2 separate regions of the Mus musculus genome follow, and region 1 is linked to region 2. A link is a contact called in public Hi-C data. All regions are on one chromosome and are shown on one strand. The core of a region is the stretch at or near the end of the contact, and the rest is flanking DNA. Distances in the headings are between cores, read along the strand shown. Region 1 has its middle 12 kb from the start of Fam126a. Region 2 overlaps Srpk2 (serine/arginine-rich protein specific kinase 2).

Region 1 (7,765 bases), core at 157-2,656, 430 kb after region 2:
ATCTCTCCAGGTCACAATGTTAAGTTGTATAATCAAATAAGAGGAAGTACAAATTATTTTTTTTAAGATTAGGCAAAATCAGACTGTACATTGCTGGTTGTTAATTCTTCCTAAGTGAACTTCCATTAAACATTCTTCCTTTTTACTCTTAGCCAATGCATTATTCAAACTTCTCTAAAAGGCACTCCTCCAGCACTCCGGAGGCAGAGACAGAGGCGGGAGGATCTCTGTGAGTTCCAGGACAGCCAGAGCTACATACAGAGAAACCCTGCCAGAGAAGAGAAGAGAAGAGAAGAGAAGAGAAGAGAAGAGAGGAGAGGAGAGGAGAGGAGAGGAGAGGAGAGGAGAGGAGAGGAGAGGAGAGGAGAGGAGAGGAGAGGAGAGGAGAGGAGAGGAGAGGAGAGGAGAGGAGAGGAGAGGAGAGGAGAGGAGAGGAGAGGAGAGGAGAGGAGAGGAGAGGAGAGGAGAGGAGAGGAGAGGAGAGGAGAGGAGGGGAGGAACCAAGGAAGGTGCTCCTGAATCCTACAAAGAAGCTCCTGTTGGTGCATGCAACCAAAAGACCTCACTAGGGAATGTTCAGTATAGAACCGTGAGCCTGTCCATCAGTTTGCATTGCCAGATGAGATCCCAGGCAACAGAAAATATGCTGGTAAATGTGATAAACAATGACTGCCCCAGAGGAAGTTGAACTGTGGTTTGTCTTGAGTCCCCTGCAGTAATAAAATGCTTGGCCCACAGAGGAAGTTCAGAAACACAAATTAAAGGAGCACATAAAATGACGGCAAGCTTTCTTCCCCCGCCTCATTTTGGTTTATGGTTTCTTTTCAGATTTGCACACTTCTCTGCATAGCCACGGGGTACATGTTGGGAAATGGGAGGGGCCCCGTTTCCCACCACTCGCTCTGTTCACAAGAACAATATATTGCAATTATGTTTAGCTTCATATTTCGTTGGGTGCCACCTTAAATATCTCCAAAATACTTAAATAAATATTTCCCATGTATCAGAAAGCAGGAGTAGCAAGGAACACACATCTTTGGTTGCCTTGCTGAGCTCTTTTTAATGCCCAAAGCAACTGAATAAGACAGACACTGGAGGAAGGGTGGGTCATGAGCCCAGCTGCCCAGAGAGGGATGAACAGGATAGTGAGGAGAGGCACACCCCACAGCAGCTCTGGGTTTTAAAGGCCAAGGGAGTCCACCATATGAATAATACTTCCATGTTTTAATTCCGTTCTCATCTGCTTAGTCATCACCACACCCTAATACTTATGCCAAGGAAGTGTCCAAAACAGGGCAGAACATGGCTACAAAATCAGTTACAAAAGCCAGCTTCCGCTTCTCCTTCCACCTGTAAAAGTGACCCGGTTCATCATCACGTGATGTCTCTCAGCCTCTGTCCTGGCAAAGCCAAAGCACACACAATCTTTCACTTTCTCTTTTTACCCCAGCAGAGACATGGTCTGGCTAGCTACTCTGTGTTATTCGTAGGGTGTCATTCTTGAAACCTCTACCCCATAGGCTAGACCATGGCTCCAAGCCTTAAAGTCACCCAAAGATTTTGCTTATGCAGTGTTGGATTTTTTTAGCAAGATCATCTGCCAAAAACTTACAGGAGATTCAATGGTTATTCTTAAGAAAGAATATTGGAAAGAAAAGTGTAGAAATCTGCACTGGATGGGGCTAGAGAGCTCTGAGGACTGTGGACAAGAAGACATGACCCAAGACTGTGAAGAATGAGGGAGACCATTGAAGGAAAGCAGGTGAAACAAAGGATGGAGGTGCGGCAGGCTGTACGGAGCTGGGTTAGTCCCACCAGCTCTGCTACTGTAACATTCTACAGTAGAAATGCAGGGGCTGCAGATGTGGCTTAGTGGTCAAGAGCACCAACTGCTCTTCCGGGGGACCCAGGTTCAAGTTCTAGCACACACATGGCTGCTCACGACCTTCTATAACTCACGTTCTGAGCGATTTGACGCTCTCTTCTGGCTTCTGTAAGCACTACATGCATGTGGTCCGCAGACAAGCAAGCAAGTAAAACACCCATACACATAAAAACAGCAAAAACATCTTTAGAAAATAAGATAATTTTGAAATGCAGTAGTGTGCTGTTCCCTGACAGAGAACGTATTCCAAAACCTTGCCACAGAATGCCTGGGTATATGAGCCCAATATCAAACCCTATACATACTATGGGTTTCTCTCAATATATGTATACCCATGATGAAGTCTAGCTCATAAATTAGGCAAATTGAGAAATAGACAACAATAATCTAATAAAAATAATTTCAGTATATTCTGTAATTTTACTACCACCATCACTATGTTTATACATTGGGGATTATTAAGTAAAATGAATGGTGCTTGAACAAGGCTGTGATAGTGAGACAGTCCAGATTCTAAGACAGCTCTAGGGGCTAATGGGCAGGCAGCACACATGGTGCTGAACAAACAAATGCTTCCTGTTCTTGGTGGTAACCAGCAGACCAGCCTAAGATTTCACTGTGCTGTTCAGAGTGGCTCAACATTTAAAACTCATAGTGACTCATTTCTAGGATCCCCACTAATATTTTCATACTACTATGGACCATGGGCAACTGAAAAGTTAGGAAACAAAATCTTGGGTGAGGCAGGGGGACTACTGTACAACATATATGTTAAAAAAAGTAAAATACCAAAACTACAGTTTACTCAACAGTATCACTGGGGACACTCTGCAACCAAGTTAAAAACCATGCTGACCAACTGCGATCCCAGTTGGATCTATTGCCAACCACCGTCCCGTGTCACCGTCCCCAACCCCACCCCGCCAAATCACTTTAGTTTACCTCTACCTGTTCAATTTCATGAGGTGAAATCATATGGGACTTAGACTTTCAGCTCTGTCTTTGTCTCTCAATATTGTTTTTGCAGACTCCATATGCTTCCTGTAGCTCTGGTTGGTTCATGTCTATCCCTGCATACTGCTTTCCTATATGAATATGCTTTGGCTTCTTGGGCCATTTGAGGGGACATCTGTGTGACTTTTCATCCTTGGGGAAGGCACTGTGACAGAGAATGTCTTTGGGAGCATCCTGTGCACGCCTCTGGCTCACATGTACTTGCACTTTCCTGGTACACGGCTAAGAGTGGAAACACTGGCTGGGGGATCAGCACAATCTCTCCTTTACCGATTCTGCCAAATCACTTTCCAAACTGCTTGTACCTCTTACACACCCACAGTTGCTCCACATTCTTGCCAATATTTGAAGTATCAGTCTTTTAAATTCTAGCTATCCAAGTGGGTGTGTATAACACTATCTCATTGTGGGTTTAATTTGCATTTCCTTGATGACTAATTTCTACCTTTTCATGCTATGCTGTTTTAAAGTATCTCTGCTTGTCTGTGTTATTGCAAATCACTGCTCAGCAGCATTTAGATGCAGAAGCAATAATTATTTATTAAGTCCCAATGGAGAGTCATAGTCTACATGTGTTTAATGCCTGCCATCCGTGAAGCTTCTGAGTGTTTCTTCTTGGTTGGGTCTTGGTTAAGCTGCATGGTATATCATCATGAACATTGTGTAGAAAGTGATTCCAAGTGAAGAATGTCCTAGTAGGGGTGAAGGAAACAGGGTAGGATGGGATTGAGTGTGGAAAGTGGATTTTCAAACTTTATAGGTCTAAAAGAGTGGAGGACAGTTTGCAAAAGCCATAACACAAGAGGGTAATTAATGGTGTTACCAAGAACACCGGTTCTCATAAATGAGAGAACGTTGAACTGGTGTAGGGTGGTACTCAGAGTAAGTGTGGCCTGGGAAGCCCTTGATGGTGAATGACTCCGACAGCTCTGTGGGCAAATCCCTGATAACATGACATACTTTGAGAGCCAGATGTGGTTAACTGGCCTTGAATTCCACCTAGTCGTTTTGTGTAGAGGTGATAGGGAAGCCGATGAGCGGCTTTTAATGGTTTTAGAAGATGCTGTAAATTTCCTTCCAGGGCATCTCAATAGAAAGGCAATACCTCTCTATCCGTGGGGCCTCTCTATGCTGCTTCTAATCCTGGCTGAGCGTGACGTATGAATATTCCATCTAAGATCAACTGACCAGACTGGGATGGGGTCAGTGTGGAAAGAGTAGCTAGAAATGATAATGAAGGAGAACATTTAGGACTATACACTAAGCAAAGGTGAACAGTTAGCTACACCTCCATGAGTGGCCCCACGCATCACATGAACACCCACCTCAGTCAGACAGGGATGGTTTATTGAATGCTCACCCTAAGACTCATTGATCAGGACCATAGCTCACACAGAGGCTGAGCCACAACATTGAACATCTTTCTCTGTCAGCTTATAAAGGAAAAAAAAAAAAAAAACATAAAAGTCACAGTGAGCTCAAATGCAGGTGTAGGAAGTGCTGCCTGGTGGTCGGCTCTGACTCAAGCCATTTTAGACAAAACAGTTCATATTGACCTTAAATTTGATGGGTCTTACGTAAAGCTTTGTGGGATTTCTTAAGATTAACAAACCTTAGAACATACCCAACTTAACAGGGTATGTGGTCAGGATGACCCTGTTCTGAATCAAGTTATTTTTCTGTGTCAATGACTAGCAGGCATATTACAGCCACATGGAACAAAATGGCTACTGCTATGCTGGGGCAGGGGGCAGACCTGAACACCTCTCTTTAGCAGATCCCCTGCTGAAATCTCACTGAAAGGAAAACCCTAAAGACAGGCAGATCTTGACTGAGCAGAGGGCCAAGGGCAGGCTAAAGTGTGAGGGGAAAAGGAGGGATGGACTGAAAGGGAAGAAGGGGAAGTTGGAAGGAGATGAGCATAGAGTCACCCACAGAAGTCATGCACTCCTTGGTTTCCCCTAAAGCCAGCCTTCAACCTAAAGGTCCTTTCTTTCCCCTTGGGCAGCCTGAGCTGTGACCCGTCCTAATGAAACCAACATTTTGCCATCCTTAGCACCCATTCAAATTGCCACAGAGCACCCCTGGGCACATTTAAATGAATCATATTGATCAATCTTGGTGCACCAGTTTGTCAGACGCCCCCAGCTGGATCAAAGAGTAATATTTAGGCTCATGCTGGTCAGATTTGTAGCAGCAAACTGAATACCTGACACAGGCTACTTCAGAAGTTGGGGTTCATTTGCTCATGGATTTGGAGTTTGAACTACAAGCGGCATTGTGCAAGTTCTCATGCTGTGGCTGACACCTGTCTTCACTGCCTCATGACACAGATAGCAATGTCAAGGACAGGTGGGAGCAAGCCATTGCATCAAACCAGGAGCAAAGGCAATAGAGCAGCTGTGTTCCTTCGAACAGTCTCATGACAACTGCCAGGACTGCCTCACTTGTATGGTGACCTGAGCTCCTCTTACTGAGCCACATAGCATAATGACCCCACTCCCTCTGACTAGTACTACACTGGGGACTGAGATATTAGTGAATAAACCTTTGGAGGAAGACAAATAGATCATACACAAACAATAGCTGGCACATTGTGACTTCTGTGGAACGTGTGCCCTGTTATATCTGTAGGAACCGAGGAAGCTGCCCCGACTCCTGTGAATCACTCAGTGATGGTGACTTACATCTACTCGAAGAGGAAATCTGTATCTCTGTTTTTCCTTCTGTAGGGAACAGAGGATCTGAGAGAGTGGACTTTGAGGACAAATAACGACAGGAGGAGGCCTGGAAGGATTTAAGGCAAAGTCAGGTAGTGGAGTAAACTATAGTCAAGACATCACACTCCAGTGTGAGAGTTTGACCATGTGACTGTGCCATGCACAACTCAGCCTCCTTGTCTATACAAGACGTGACTGGACTCTAGTTGGAAAGGAAATAGTTCCTCAGTTGACACATAGGGGTTTTCTCAGAATTTCTCTGAGAGGTTAAAAGTGTGGCAAAGAGGAGACCTGGTGGAGCTCCCTGGGCTCTGGGAGCTGTTTACTCTGTCCTGTGAGGGTCCTCTGTTCTCACTTCCATCTGGCTTTTGTCAATGATAGACCCTTGCCGGAGAGTTGAGGCCCATAGAAGAGGGAGTAAGAATGGTTTCTTTGATGTGAATGCTTGTGTCCCTTTTAAAATCTATTTGTTCAACCCTAATTCCCACTGAGGCAGGAATGAGGTTGTTCTTAGGTAATTAAGTTATGAGTCTGTCTTGCTCTCCCTGCCCTTCCACCTCCTGCTATGTGAGAACACGTCATTCAAGACATTATCTTGGAACCTAAATCACCAATCTGGCTGACCTTGACATTGAACTTCCCAGCCTCCAGCAATATGAGCCAATCAATTTCTGTCCATTGTAAATTACACAATCTGTGGTGTTTTATTACAGAAGAACAATGAATCATGGTATTTGTCCTCTGCCTCCTTCCTGCATTGGTGTCCTACATCTCCAAGGGCAGCATCCATGCAGCCTTTCCTTTCCTCCCCTTGATTGCTCAGCCTAGCAGTAACAACCCCACCTGCTTGTCCTCGGGTACCTTAGCATCCTGACTTGCTCCTTGAACTATGTCCTAACTTCTACAAATAGTCAAGAAGTGGAATCTACTTAAATGTCTCTCCACAAATGAATGGGTTAAAACTGTGACCAAGAGGGGATAGAGGCAGAGAGCGTTCATGCACACACAGGTGCAGTTCAGCATTTACAAATTACATGACCCTGTCATTTACAATAATACAGATGAGCTTGGACAACAGCATATGAAATAAATGCAACACAGGAAGGCAAATACTGCACGATTTCCCTTGTATGTGTAGTGAAGTACTATCACAGACCTCGAGAATGGTAGACTTGGCTATTGGTTACCAGGCAGTGCTAGGGTCATGTGAAAATGCTGGTGGGGTTGGAGCCAGGCTACAGTCAAGTTACAGGGAGCGATAAGTTCTGATGCTCTGTGATACAGTAGAGTGACTATAGTTTAACATATGATTATTTCAAAGTAACTAGCCTTTGAATGTTTAACTAGGAAGAAATTATAAATGTTTAATAATAGATATGCTAATTCCCTTGATTTAATTATTGCACATTGTGTACATGTGCCTCACACTCACCCTGAGCCTACAGTTAATGAAATCAAGTGGGGACTTTGCTTCCTACGGACTCTTAGTGACACAAAGGTCCTTCTCAAAAAGAAAACTTTACAAAGAAACCTTTAGACACCCACCCAATGTGAATGCATGTGTGCACACTCGCATACTCACACACTCACACACACTCATGCAGACACATGCACACTCACACACTCTCACACACAGAGATACTCACACAGAGTCATGCACGTACACTCACATACTCACACAGACACATACACTCACACACTCACTCAGAGATACTCACACACAGACAAATACACACACTCATGTACACACACACACATACCTTAATGATGCTTTCTTTTTGTAGATTGCAATGAGATCTAGAGAATCGTGATGACTTGAGAAACAGAGAAGCACATGGGATTAAATTCCCCTTTCCATTCCTTACACTATTGATTGCTCCCCCTTTTTATTCCTTACACTATTGTCTTCTCCCCTTTCCATTCTTTACACTATTGTCTTCTCCCCTTTCCATTCCTTACACTATTGTCTCCTCCCCTTTCCATTCCTTACACTATTGTCTCCTCCCCTTTCCATTCCTTACACTATTGTCTCCTCCCCTTTCCATTCCTTACACTATTGTCTCCTCCCCTTTCCATTCCTTACACTATTGTCTCCTCCCCTTTCCATTCCTTACACTATTGTCTCCTCCCCTTTCCATTCCTTACA
Region 2 (7,212 bases), core at 3,260-5,759:
CTGCTAACCCACACATGTGGTTATGGATCTAACTGACAGGAAAGCCTCAGATCTTAGACTACGCTTCTCGGCAGTGATTGCTAGGGTAAGCATGCCTGAAAGGTTACAACAATCTGGAAATCTACCCTTGGAATGAGAATAATTTAGTCGCACAGCTTTAATCCCAGAACTTGAGAAGCAGAGGCAGGCGGATTTCTGAGTTCAAGGCCATCCTGGTCTACAGAGTGAGTTCTGGGACAGCCAAGGTTACACAGAGAAACCCTGTCTCGGAAAACCAAAAAAAAAAAAAAAGAGAGAGAGAGAGAGAGAGAGATCCCGTTTCAAAAAAGTAAAATAAATATATACTACATACACACATGCATGCGCGCACACACAAACTCACAAAGATAAAGCGAAGGGGCAGAAGAGCCCGAGAGCTCAGCCAGTATTTCCAAAGATCAGCAGCTGTGGCCTGAAGAAGCAGGTGTTTACATCCTTTTGCCATACATACCTCTAATCTTTTAAAATACTTTGCCCAGAAATGTCATTTTTATGGCTGGAGAAACAGCTCAGTAGTTAAGAGCACTGGCTGCTTTTCCAGAGGACCCAGGTTCAGTTCCTAGCACTCACTCATCTGGCAGCTAACAGCCAACTGCAACTGCAGTTCCAGAGGACCTAACACTCTCTCCTGACCTCTGGAGGGCACTGCTCACATGTGGAACTCAGATATACCTGTAGGCAAAACACCCATACACATAAAGATAATCAAAAAATAAAATGCTAAAAAACGGTTTTTGAAAGAAGAAATGGAATTGTTAGTTCCATGAAATACTTTTAAAGAGTGCCCAGGGCCACCCAGTGCGGTATCCCCCATGATACAGTGCTCAGCACTGAGTGCCCAAGGGAAAAACCAATGGACACAGACACGCACTCACCAACATCATCTTCTATATAAATCGTATGCATCTGTGGGTAGTCTACAATCTGTGCTGCCTTTGGGTACACAGATTTCCAAATCTTTTAGTGCCCAGTTCAAAGCACGTACATATTGGATGGACAGACAATAAATATAATCTATGCAAAGCCAATCATGATTTTTTGCAGCCCCATGCTATATAAGAATCTGCTGCAACATCAGTCTAAATGAAGGATGGTCACTACAGTAGTGGCTTCTCTGTCGCCGTTTGTACTATGACAGCTACTGAGCACAGTGTGTTCAGAACTGCTCCTGGTTAAGTCAGAAAACTTAGCAAGTAAGAGAAGACTCCTACTACTGGGCATGCTATCACAGCCTGAGACAAGAGGATCTCACGTTCCAGGCTAACCTTGCTTATACAGAAAGACCTCCGTCTCAAGGACAAAAATGAGCCAGAAAGATGGCTGTCAGGGGAGTGCTTGCTGTGCAGGTCTAACGACCTCAGTTTGACCCCAGAACATACCCAAAGGTGGAAGAGGAGAGCAGAGCGCACAAAGCTGTCTGCAGACAACCATATGTTCACCATGGCACATCAGCACCACATGCGCACACCATGCACACGCAAACACAGGGTACCTTTGAGTGAGTGAAGAACAGAGAGAAGGTTCTGAGAGAAAAGGAGATGAAGTGCATTCTCAGAGTTTTATGGCATCTCTACATAAGTCTCACTCAGGGAGCCTTGCCATTGAGCCTCACTGACAGCAAGCTCGGGGCTTGGGCCGTGCTCTCTCATGCAGGAAAGTCTAGATAGGACATAACACTGTGTCTTAGGGTGAGACCCACTTGTTCCATTTCTGGTGGGGATAGGAAATTTTCTTTTGAAAAAACAAATAGGATTTAGAATACCATTAAGTGTGATATAGCCTGTATTTTACTTCAATTAAATGTAAACAAAATGACAAGGTAACCGTTAGTACTGTGTGAACTATGTGACCAAAAAGCAACAGATGGTATCTGAAACATTGACACTATGGGGAAACATTTGGTTTAATGTTGCTTTTGAGGAGAATAATGGAAAAGCATTCAGATTTATTAAAATTTCTATTTCACATTAAAATAAATGTAAAAATTTAACATTAAACTACATGAGACAAAAACCTAAGATTTGTACACTTGATAATTTACAAGAGTTGATATAAAGTAGTTGTAACTATAATTTAATCTATGCCTGTGACAAAGAATACAGTATATCCACAGTCTTACCACAAAGTTCTTAATTTAGAAACTGCAAATCCCACACATATAATCACAGGTTGAGTCTAAGAGCGCAGGTGCTCACAGCCCAGGTCACAGATTACCTTTATCCTAAGAACCATGGGATACAGGTGAAGGGTTTTTAGAACAGAAGAACTCTGCCAAACAGATTTAGGTTTGAAATGGTTTATAGTCCATGATGTGACCAACCTTCCCAACATCAGAAATCAGACAAAATCAAAGTGTAGACTGGTAACAAATATAATAGTGTAGGAAACAAAGCATATCATTGCCCACAGAAGGAAGGGCAGCTCAGATAAATGCCTACTTTTTTTTTAACCAGAAATTACATGGCCAAACTACACTTTTATGCTGGTTCAGGATAATTTTAAAAGCAAGCACAACTTTAAAAGTAAACAGTTTAAAAAGTCTAACTACGTCACAAGACTGACTCATCCCCCAGGCCTCAAAAGTAGGCTCTTTCTTACATGATTTACAAAGTGAGCTTCTAAGAGGATTCACCTGAGTAATGATTTTGCTATGGAAAACAAATCTGAAAGGTAATGTTAGCATGCACACCCTTGAGGACCTCGTAACGATGATACTCAGTGGGAAATGGTACCTCAGAGGATGGGTCCTGTGACTCTGGCTACATTCTCATGTTCACCCCCTTTATAACACCTGTCCTCAACACTTCCCCCAGCTGCTTATAAACCTAGAATCAATAAAAATGTACAGAGGTTCATTTACCAAATGCATTCATACAACTGCTCATATCAACACTATTCATAATCCCACAGCCACAAACAAGAAATAGCCCTTAACATCCATCAACAGGTGAAATGGATAGACGGAGACCCCCAAACCTTGGACTGCAGAGACCAGATACATGAAGCACGTGTGTAACATGGAAGAGGACACACATGGAACTGTGAGGAAGGGGAGTATCATGTCTCTTTTCTTAATTCACCTTGGTTCTGGGGACTGAGCCAGGGCCCCTGTCACGCCAAGCACAGGCCTTCCCACCAGGGCACAGCTTCCTTTTCCTCGCCGCTCTCTCTAATTCCCCCACATATTACTTCACTTACCACTGCACATTATTTCTGAGTGTCTCCACTGCATTATGCTCAAGAATCCCTGCAGGGAAGACCACAGCGCAGGACATTTTCTACCTCTCAGATCTTCAAGACACTGCAGCCCAAAAGCCCAGTGCTTAAGCAGTGCTCCACATCCTTAGGTCTCTCTGTTTTCAAACATAACTTTTAAAATGCTCCCAGCGTTATCTGTCCAAGCAAATGAAGCTCACTGCTTTCTATCTAAATGTCTGAGAGGAAGCTCTCTCACTCCTGCTTCTTAATTCACCTAAACCTCTCACACACAGCTCACAGCCAAAATACAAGCAAAAGGGGCAAGCCATACAATCTAGTAGTAGAGGCGTAATCAAAATCTCAAAGGATGCTGTACCATGTATGTGACCCCAGCACGTGAACATCAAACATTTCCCAGCCATCTGATTTGGCTTCCTGTAACCAAGCATGGAAAAATTTTTTTGAGGGTTTCTATTTATACAGATTCAAAACAGAAACAACTGAATAGACATATGCAAAAATGAAATCAAATCCTTACATCAATATTAAAACCCAAAATGTATCTCAAGCTCTGAGTCTGACGTCAGCCTGGTCTACAAAAGTAGGTTCTAGGACAGCCAGAGCTACACAGAGAAACCCTGCCTCAAAACAACAAAACAAAAACAAGAGGAGGAAATATATAACTTCTTAAAAAAAAAAAAAAAGGTAGCACAAAATCTAAGCAGCCCCAGGCTTGGTAAAGATTATTATATATCACACAAAATTATAAACTAAACTTTAAAAACATACACACAAAATTGTATTTCATATGGTTTGTGAAATCCCATTAATTTCCATTAAAATACTAATAAATACTAAATATAAATAAGCACTCAGCCACTTCTGACTCATTCTATCACTCAGGGGAAAAAACAAAAAACAAAAAAACCAGTCTATCCTGTAGAGAAACTAAGAAAGCAGTGTCAGGGTGAGGCTCGAGAGAGGAAAGTACACTCATCAATGCACGTGGCTAGGAGCCATGGCGGGGAAGGAAGGGAAGAGGACAGCAGCCCCTGTACTGATCAGACCTCGGGACACAGCCTAGAATAAACAAGGGGTAACCTGCTCTGCGCCTTGCCATCAAATTCCCCTCCTCGCTATTTGTCAAGGTTTCTTTGTGTGCTCTAAATAAGAAAGAAAAGTAAAGGACACACGTGCACAAACGTACACTGTCCACATGGCATGCCCTTGTACAGAGTAGAGACAACATGCCATCCTGTCACTTCTCAGCAAGGCTTCTTACTCAGCACTGGTACAACACAGGCCACAACATGATGGCCATGATACCAGTCATGATTTTCTCTCTTCCTTATTTCTCCATTCACAATAAAGGTAACTAGCAACTATAGATTCAGTGTTTATTTGCTGACTACTAGGATGCCAAAGACCTTCATTACGACATTTAAAATGTCACACCAAGTACAAAGAGCTTGTCCTTTTACATCCTGCCCAGAGCAAGCTTAAACCTCATAAAGCATTCGGTGACCGAGAGCTCATCCTGCTCCCCGGCCCCGCCCCTCGTGCTATTGGGGTACCTGGTTCAGTTCCCAGCACCAACAACCGAGCCACCATCAGGAGACATGATGTCTGGGTTGTTTAGTAATTGCTACCATTTTCCTAGCTGTGATTACTATTCCTCCTCTTCACCATGTGTTCCAACCCACAACCTCCGGAAGTGCTACAGCTGGAACAAAGCAAAAGAGGTGAGAGATGAGGAGGTGAGCTTTGCCAGTAACTATTCTGTTGACTTTATTACACTAAATGGGAGCAAACAAAAAACCATGTCTAACAGCATCATTACAATGCTAACAAATCAATGTGCTCACTCATTCAGCAAGTACTCGATTCTACAGAAGACATATTTGTAGTGGGATTTATTCCTGGACCCTCCAGGACTCTGGAGCAGCAGAAATCCCATCCTAACAGGCCACAGGACATGTCACCTGTTTTTAAATTATCATTCACTCAGTAACATTGTCTGTTGTTAATCTTTAAAGAGGTAAGCTGAAATTTTTTTTTCTCTCTTCAAGACACAACATCTAAAACCAAACTGTAGCTGAGCTGAGCTGAGCTGCACTAATTCCGACCTGTGAGTAGCCTTCCTAAACGGAGCACATGGACTGCGCATCTCTCCTACTGAGGTACGTTCTGAGTCTCCACTATTTCATCTAAGCTAAAAGCCTAACTTCCAAACTATTTTCAAGAGCTACTGACAGTAATATTAACAGACCCCAGCTATTGGGATCTCTTAGTAGACTCCATTATAATTTTACTTTGGACTAATTCTATGTTCAAGGAACAAGTCCTCAAAAGTCTACAAAATTAAAATAAGTTAATGTTTTATAATGCTTTTCTATTTTAGAAAAGTGTATGAACAAAAAGGCTCCAGTCAATATTACTAGCTTTCTCAGGATGGCTCTTTCCACATAGTGGGTTAAATGTGTAAGATGCAAGGGTTACTAAACCCACCCCAGCAGAGGCTCCACCCAGGCTTACGACACTGCATTCAGAAGTCCTGCCCTGCCAAGAGCACTCTCAGGAAACCCTCTACACTACAGGGACAGGGTACAGGAATGATGCCTTCTGGTGCCACATAGCTTATCCCTCTGTGGAAAAAGAAACCAGGCTGCTCTGCCGAACCTACTGACAGGCATCTGGAACCATGCCGCAACCTAAGACAATCTTAAAGGTCTTAGAGTACTATTCATAAAACCATAACTCAATTATTTTTCTCTTTTTAAACCAAGTCATTTTTTAAGAGATCAAATAGAAATAAAATAACTGGTCAGGCAGTGGTGGCGCGCGCCTTTAATCCCAGCATTTTGGAGGCAGAGGCAAGTGGATTTCTGAATTCGAGGCCAGCCTGATCTACAGAGTGAGTTCCAGAACAGCCAGGGCTACACAGAGAAACCCTGTCTAAGAAAGGAAAGGGAAAGGGAAAGGGGCAAGGGGCAAGGGGCAAGGGGCAAGGGGCAAGGGGCAAGGGGAAAGGGGCAAGGGGAAAGGGGCAAGGGGAAAGGGGAAAGGGAAAGGGGAAAAGGGAAAGGGGAAAGGGAAAGGGAAAGGGAAAGGGGAAAAGGGAAAGGGGAAAAGGGAAAGGGGAAAAGGGAAAGGGGAAAAAGAAAAGAAAAGAAAAGAAAAGAAAAGAAAAGAAAAGAAAAGAAAAGAAAAGAAAAGAAAAGAAAAGAAAAGAAGGAAAGGAAAGGAAAGGAAAGGAAAGGAAAGGAAAGGAAAGGAAAGGAAAGGAAAGGAAAGGAAAGGAAAGGAAAGGAAAGGAAAGGAAAGGAAAGGAAAGGAAAGGAAAGGAAAGGAAAGGAAAGGAAAGGAAAGGAAAGGAAAGGAAAGGAAAGGAAAGGAAAGGAAAGGAAAGGAAAGGAAAGGAAAGGAAAGGAAAGGAAAGGAAAGGAAAGGAAAGGAAAGGAAAGGAAAGAAAAGCTGATTAACAGTAATTGAATAATGTGACAAATGCTATCATGATATTATAAGGTATTGCACATCCAGGGCAAGACAGAGGTATTAGATAATAAACTGTTTATACTTGAGATTATTATTTTACAGATCTTTTAAAAATTAGCCACTTTCGCAGGGCATGGTGGTGCACGCCTTTAATCCCAGCACTCGGGAGGCAGAGGCAGGCAGATTTCTGAGTTCGAGGCCAGCCTGGTCTACAAAGTGAGTTCCAGGACAGCCAGGGCTAAACAGAGAAATCCTGTCTTGAAAACCAAAATAAATAAATAAATAAGCAAGCCATTTTCACAGGATTCACCCAAGACCATCTGAAAACACAGATATTTACATTATAATTCATAACAGCAAAATTACAGCTATAAAGTAGTAACAAAAATAATGTTATGGTTGGGGTCACCACAGCATGAGGAACTGTATTGAAAGGGCACAGCATTAGAATTGAGAACTACTCTTTTAAATAAATTTAAA

The links. A called contact is a pair of places that touch in the nucleus more often than the background predicts.
Region 1: a Hi-C map of regulatory T cells shows a contact between it and region 2, with 5 times the contacts expected there. The contact joins two enhancer-like sites. A contact is called at or near these places in 1 of 484 Hi-C or Micro-C datasets (regulatory T cells), 2 of 115 datasets of contacts at active chromatin or transcription factors (effector CD8 T cells and memory CD8 T cells) and 1 of 9 other capture datasets (pancreatic islet).

What each region holds. Positions count from the first base shown.
Region 1 is chr5:24,038,320-24,046,084 of GRCm38.p6, forward strand. No RefSeq gene overlaps it. Among named protein-coding and RNA genes, the nearest start is that of Fam126a, 12 kb to the left of the region's middle. Within about 2 kb of position 1,407, at least 144 of the 459 cell types and tissues checked have an H3K27ac peak or open chromatin away from gene starts, as enhancers often do. A contact at or near this core is called in regulatory T cells, where this site is marked.
Region 2 is chr5:23,607,237-23,614,448 of GRCm38.p6, forward strand. The region is part of intron 2 of Srpk2 (serine/arginine-rich protein specific kinase 2); the gene reads right to left. Among named protein-coding and RNA genes, the nearest start is that of Srpk2, 65 kb to the right of the region's middle. Within about 2 kb of position 4,510, at least 18 of the 459 cell types and tissues checked have an H3K27ac peak or open chromatin away from gene starts, as enhancers often do. A contact at or near this core is called in regulatory T cells, where this site is marked.